Regions from separate parts of the Columba livia genome. Here region 1 is linked to region 2. The links are chromatin contacts, called in public Hi-C maps. All regions are on one chromosome and are shown on one strand. The core of a region is the stretch at or near the end of the contact, and the rest is flanking DNA. Distances in the headings are between cores, read along the strand shown. Region 1 overlaps AMMECR1 (AMMECR nuclear protein 1). Region 2 holds the start of AMMECR1 (AMMECR nuclear protein 1).

Region 1 (3,260 bases), core at 550-3,049, 71 kb after region 2:
GTATAATAAAAGTCCTTTTCACAAACTGCGGGGAATCGGGCAGGTAGATGTTCCAGTTACATTAATGTATTTCTATACTGTTGCATTGCTGAGACCTTTAGGAATGCATTTTTCCACGTATGCCTAAGAGAAGGCCTTTTAAAGTTTGTAAAGAATTTAAACTATTTCACGTTAACTTGTTCTTTCTTAGAATTGCGACTTGAGTGCATCTATAGAGACAAGTGATATTTTGTGAATTGATTAAATGAGGGTTCAATTCAGCAATGAAGTCACCTTGTAGATTTTTGTCTTAACTACAGTATCTGTTTTGGGGTAAAGTGGTGATATTAGGTGAATATTGAGAGACTTGCTGGAGAAGTGACGAATTCTGGAGACTTCTTTATATGCTCTTAGGGATTTGAGTGCTCAGGCTTAGAGTTCTAAATGTAATTGAGCAGTTCATTTTGTTAATTATCTAAACTTTGCCATCTGCTGGAGAGCCTTTTAGTGACATTATAATTTAGTCCAGTTGGAGCTCAGAGTTTTCTGGCTAGTCTGTTATCATGTGTTCCCCAAACAAAAACCTACACACCAAACGCTGGTCAGTTTTGTTATTCATTTTTCACATAAGCGCCTGGAATGACTGTGACGAGCTCTTACTGTGTTCTGCTGTGAGGCTGGTTTAAGTGCTGCCGGTTTTGCTTTTCATGGATCAAACCAGGACATTTCCATGGCAATTGACACCTTTCAGCTTCCCCGGTGTTTGCAGGAGTCTGACGGAAAAACGGTCGCATCTTTTTGAATGCCGTTGTCCTCGATTATCCCAGCGTGGTGGGAGCTGCAGGGAGGGCCGAGGGACAATACAGAAAGGCAGAAAAGCAGCTGCCGCCTTTGAAGCAACTCCTGCACGTGCAGCTGCTTTACCTTGGGTGCCCCTGCGGTCAGAGGGCGCTCGGGCTGCACGCCGAGCGGCGCAGGCAGCTCCGCACGGCTCTTCCCAGCTGATGTGCTTCAGCTCTACAGGTATGGAGCATATGGAGCACTTACAGTTTGGTGCTACACCCCTGCAAACGCGCGGTAGCTGTAATTTGCGATCAGCTGTGCCTCATGGGTGAATATTCGGGATTTCACATACCTTTGTGCAGCCCTACCACAAAACTATTACTGAAGCTCTGCTACATCTTAAGATGTTTTATTTTTCAGTGTAATAGGACATAACTGTATAGGAATGCAAAATGATCCCCCACGCCCTGCAGCATTAAGAGTATGAGAAAAATGCAGAGTTTTTCATCTGTTTGTTCTTTCTTTGCATTCAAGGAGAAAATTAAGTCCTTCAGAACCGCAGAAGGGATACAGTGGAAGAATTCTAGCTTCAGGAAACAGGAAGGAAGTTGAAGCGGTAGAAACTTGACTCTTAGTAATGTAATACAATATTGTACTACAATATTACTTGGTGGATTTCTTTAGTTCTAACGGTGTTCTATTTCTGATGAGAGCACATTGCAGAGCTGTGACTTTTGTGATCGTGCTTTTCCACTCGAAGACCTTAACAGCACATCCACAAAATTACCTTAAACTTTAAGGGACCACCCCACACAAGCCTTCATTGTTTCCTTGATATATTATAGCAGTAAGAAGTAAAAATTCATTGCAGGCATTATGTCCATACAGTGTAACGTTATTGTGACATAAGGAGTTTATTTGGAAGAATCCAGAGTGTGATGGAATGTTTCTCTGGGTAATTGTTAGAGCGGCAGTAAAAACATCTTTATTCTGTTTTTCTTCTAAAAAGCTCAGTTTAAATTTATGGAAGCCTGAGCTTTTACAGCCTCTGTGGTTGTGAGCTTGCTTTTCTTAGGAGCAGTTTTGTAATGCTGAGGAGTTTGATGATTCCCAGCTGTGATTTAGGTGGCTCTGATGGACGCAGCTGAAGCAGCAGCAGCCGGCAGCCCTCGGGGGCTGGGGCAGCGTCTGCAGGTGTATTGACAGACACAGGGGGTGCAGAGGCCCCGCAGCATCCCAGCCCGTGTTAGTCCTGCCGTATGTGCTGCGGAGTTACCCGAGCGTGTGCTGCGAGCCGAGATAGCCAGAGGAAGAAATCGAGGTTAAAATAAAGGTTTGTCTGGGAAGTTTTAGTGCCCCTAGAATGATTCTAGAAATACCTCTCTTGTTGTTTTAAACTGGTGAACTTGTTTGGGAAGAACCGCTGTGATCCCACAGCAGTATCAGCGATACCAATGTGGTTTGTATGGGTGGCACAATGCACGTGTGCGCACACAAAAATACCGTTAAGACTATAATTGAAGCCATTAAATACTTTTCCACTTGTGTCTGCGCTCCATATCAAACTCAGTATGTATTCCAGAACTTTCTGAAGATGTCCGTAACCCTGTGCCTCCCCGCTGTGGTGACTGTGGCGTTGGCTGCTGGCACCGCTTCTGCACAAATGCAGTATCAGTGAGTTCGTACAGCACGAGGAACAGGCGGTAGAAAATACTGAAATAAGCATGATGGAGAACCGGTTGAATGCCGTATATCCTAATTGTCTTTGTTCAGGTTTCAGAAGTACTCCAAAGAAAATACCTGAATTGTCATGGCTCCCCCCGCCCCCTTTTGTATTTGACTGATATTTACATTAATATTTTTATAACTTATGTCTTTCAAGAATTTCTAGGTCAATGACAAAGTGTTGACAAAAATCTTGATGTACAGCCATAAATACATACCATTTGTAATACAGCTTTTGTTAGCTTCGCCTGTCTTACAGTACCTTTTGTTCAGCACGGTTGTTGAACCCAGTCCCCTCGAGTGGGGTTGTTGAGGCTTTGCTGGGTTCTGTCACCACCAGCAACAGCCACTTCTGTTTGATTCCTGACCACGAAGCGTTTTGACGTGACTTGTATGAACTCACCCCAACTGGGTGTCTTGTCGCAGATACAGAAACGAGGGTGTCCCAGGGGTGGGTGACCCTGCCTTGTTCTGTATGAAGCTGCTGCTCCCACCCAGAACCTTGCACTTTTTATTCTTATTTTAGCATGTCTTAGATGAATAACTTCACCAACCAAGAAGTTTAGGTGTCTTGACTCCTAAAGATGAAGTTTTTAAGGTCTGTTGACATCTGAATTCAGAAAAAGCTTTGAAATGTAGTTGTTCTCATCCCTGTTGTCTGAGTCAGAGATCAGGAAAGCACTGAAGTGAGCAAATCTCTGTGGTAGATGGTTCTTTTCTTCCTTGTCAATCAGTGATCTGAACTGGTAATAAAAACTCTATATTGCTTTGTC
Region 2 (3,150 bases), core at 65-2,564:
GAACTTCACCGAGTGTGACACTACAGCAACCAGTACACATTAAATACATTCACATACGCACAGCATCTTCAAGATCAAATGCTCAGATGCCCTTGAAGAAGTACAGCTTCATCGTGTGGAGTGGACAGTCCCACCAGGATGATTAAGTGATCACACACCACTATGGCTGAAGCACATTAAATATTTTGTTCTCCCTGTGATATCACTATTATTTGGCACATCTTAAAAAACTGGTGTTAAAACAAAAACGCATTCTGGAGTCAGGGCCATATTTGCCTCTTTTCTTAGATGTACAACTGCTTTTTCAAGGCAGCAGCTTCTCATAATCCAGTCCCATGTGCCTTGAATCTAACCCAGTTATAGCACTGAAGCTCTTTCCCTTTTCAGTGTCAGTACAAAGAAAACTGGGGACTAGCTCCTAGTCCATGCTCTGGCAGCTTTAATACTGTCCTAAGTAGGTTACTGAGGATTACTTTTGGCACTGCTCGAGCAACTTAACTGCTGTCAAGCCAGTGTACCCAATTTTGTGCCAACTGCTTCTTGTTCTCTTCTAAATCAGGGAAGTAACATTAAAAAGTGCCAGGGAGCAAGCTGGGGACTGGGGCTACAGTGTACAACGGTCCAGTGATCAGTGCGAGCGTGAGGAATCCAAAGGGGACACTCAGAGACCAGACCCACCTGGAGCAGTCCTTGAGCTACTGTAATTCGCTTGGGCACAGCACAGAGAGAGCAGTGCCTCCTCCGAGGCTGTGCCAAATACTCTGGCAATTCTTGATATTTTGTCCCTAAGTCAGTATTTCCTAAAGTGTTACGTTATCCTTCCTTCCTCAAAGTTCTACCTGAATTCCCTTCACTCTGTGGGACCGCAAACAGCTCAAAGGGGGTATGTAGCACCGACCCGAAACAAGACTGAGCTTTCCAGAAGTTAGAACTGTGCAGCTGCCAAGACCCCTGCAAAATATCAGCTTGCCTGACTGCTTTGAAATTGAGGAAATAGGACACTGACTGTAGGTCACTACATCACAGATATTATAGTTAAAAAGAACTTTTTGGGGGGTCATAGTTCCTCTCCCATCCGCTATTGCAGAACTTGCTTCCATGCTGAACTCTTAAGGGTTAACTGGCATTGGGTGGAGGAGGGGGGAACCAGAGGTCAGCTCATGTTCTGATACCAGTGAACTCACAAGTTACTCCTCAAGCATGTAGTTTCACCCTAGGTTCTTCCTGCCAGCGATTCCTCACTTTAATCACACACCCACAGCAACCCAGATCTTTAAATTCAGCAATTCTTTCTCAGGTTTCAGCAAGTCATTGGCAGCCTGAGCTATTTTGGGGATATTTTCTCTACTGCAGATGCAGCTCAGGAAAACGCAGGGAGCATGCTAAAGACCTGCAGCTATTTGCCTTGTACAATTTGCTCATTTCTCTTTATTTCTCTGTTTTCCTGCACTGATCACTTAAAGGACAATCTCTCTTGCAAACAAAATCCCCGGAGCCTGATTAGAAGGACTGACGGCTCCCAGACACGGATTGCCTGCCAGCCCCAGCACGGTAAGGACATGGACACTTTTGGCTAGCCTCGCATTGCAGCTTTTTCAGCTTTGCTGAACGTTTATTTGTGTCCATCGCTTCCAAATCAACACTGCTGGCATGGCAGGCAGTCTCCAGCTCCTGGTCTCCATTTTCATTCCCTAAAATCCTCAGCACTTGTAAGTAACACATTTATACTCACCGTCTCTTTGTGTGTTCTAGAAATCAATGACTGACACTCATTTTGATGAGTTCCAGGGGTTGGGGTTTTTTCCTTACATTTTAGCATCTTTTGGAGATCTGTAATTTGTAATCCTGATTGAAACTGTGGGTATTTCTATTGCCTGATCTTCTCTATTTCAGATATACTGTGAGCCTTATTATTTAGCTTAGCAAATTATTCTAATCAGGGAATGATTTTATGTACGGTAGATGGGAACATTATAAAAAAGACCTGCTACTGCTGATTTATAGTTCTTCTCTGCATAGCTTGTGTGCCGGCTCTGCTATAATACCTTTAAGCTGCCACACAGCAGTGCGCTAACACTACAAAGACATGTACAGCATCAAACCAACGCAGCAGAGCGAGCTGTACTAAAAACGAATAGGTTTTATCATGCCGTTCTTTTTATATATGCTCACAGAAATGCACCAAGTAAGCTCGGCAAAAATGGCGAGATTCCAATTTTATAGGACATAACTATTTTACTGAAATACTTGTAAGAATAGTTTAACATCCTCAGGGATATTTTACTTATACATACTATTGCAGGAGGATGAATGCAGCTCATGTCTAATAAATGTACAAACCAAATCCTGTGAATATCTGGTGACAGGAATTAGAAAAGGGATTCTTTGGGTCCTTTCCTGTACTTCAGGCTTTTTAGAAAAACTGGAATTGCTTTATCCTTTCTTGTTCAGTAATGCGATGATTGCAAACAGAGAATTCCCCCGGGGGCTTAATGTACATCATCCAAATATTTGACTGCAACTCGGTGTTTGTTGTGCTATTAGGAGAGGTTTTAGAAAGCCTGACTTTGCACAGAGCCGGGGAGGCCGCCTCTGGTAGAAGCAGCGATCCAAAGCTACCTGTGTGTGCTGCCAGCACGGCCGGGAGCGCACTGTGCAGCCGCAGCCACATCACATTTCCCATCAAAACGCTCAGACATTACAGTCTGCAGCAGAAGCAGAAGTTAGCACAGCCTTTGGAATAGTATTTTAGGAACTAATTCCAACTCCACCTTCCACCTTTTCAATGCGGGAGAATTTTTAATTCATTTTCTAGCTTGCGAATATTTCTGGAGTGATTTATGAAAGCAGTTGGAGGGATGGGAGAAATGCTGTATGTGCACGTAATGGACTGAAGGTCTTTAAGGCTTAATTTTCAGGATGGGAAAAGTTCGGATCTTGACATGCAACACATGGTAAAAAAAAGAAAAAGCCATGCAGGATACAATGACTTACAACTCAGAGCACTAGAAGCAATATGAACACTTCAGCTGGTATAAATAGATTTAGGATCAGGCTCTGAAACTGGTATTTTTGCTTCTGAAAGCCTCTCATCTATTTTGAGACAGTTCCTATGGTTCTGTCTCTGTTACTTCTGAACGTAAGACTGAT

What was found. Hi-C and Micro-C count contacts between places; a contact is called where the count stands out from the background.
Region 1: a contact with region 2 is called in a Hi-C map of crop, with 2.3 times the contacts expected there. The contact joins the enhancer-like site here to the promoter of AMMECR1 in region 2. A contact is called at or near these places in 2 of 2 Hi-C or Micro-C datasets (crop and liver).

Annotation. Positions count from the first base shown.
Region 1 is chr12:2,675,547-2,678,806 of bColLiv1.pat.W.v2, forward strand. All of the region lies in intron 2 of AMMECR1 (AMMECR nuclear protein 1), which reads left to right. Among named protein-coding and RNA genes, the nearest start is that of ACSL4, 55 kb to the right of the region's middle. Within about 2 kb of position 1,800, at least 1 of the 3 cell types and tissues checked has an H3K27ac peak away from gene starts, as active enhancers do.
Region 2 is chr12:2,604,733-2,607,882 of bColLiv1.pat.W.v2, forward strand. AMMECR1 (AMMECR nuclear protein 1) reads left to right here and starts at 1,315. Exons shown (of 6, transcript XM_065077260.1): 1 at 1,315-1,551. The coding sequence starts at 1,380.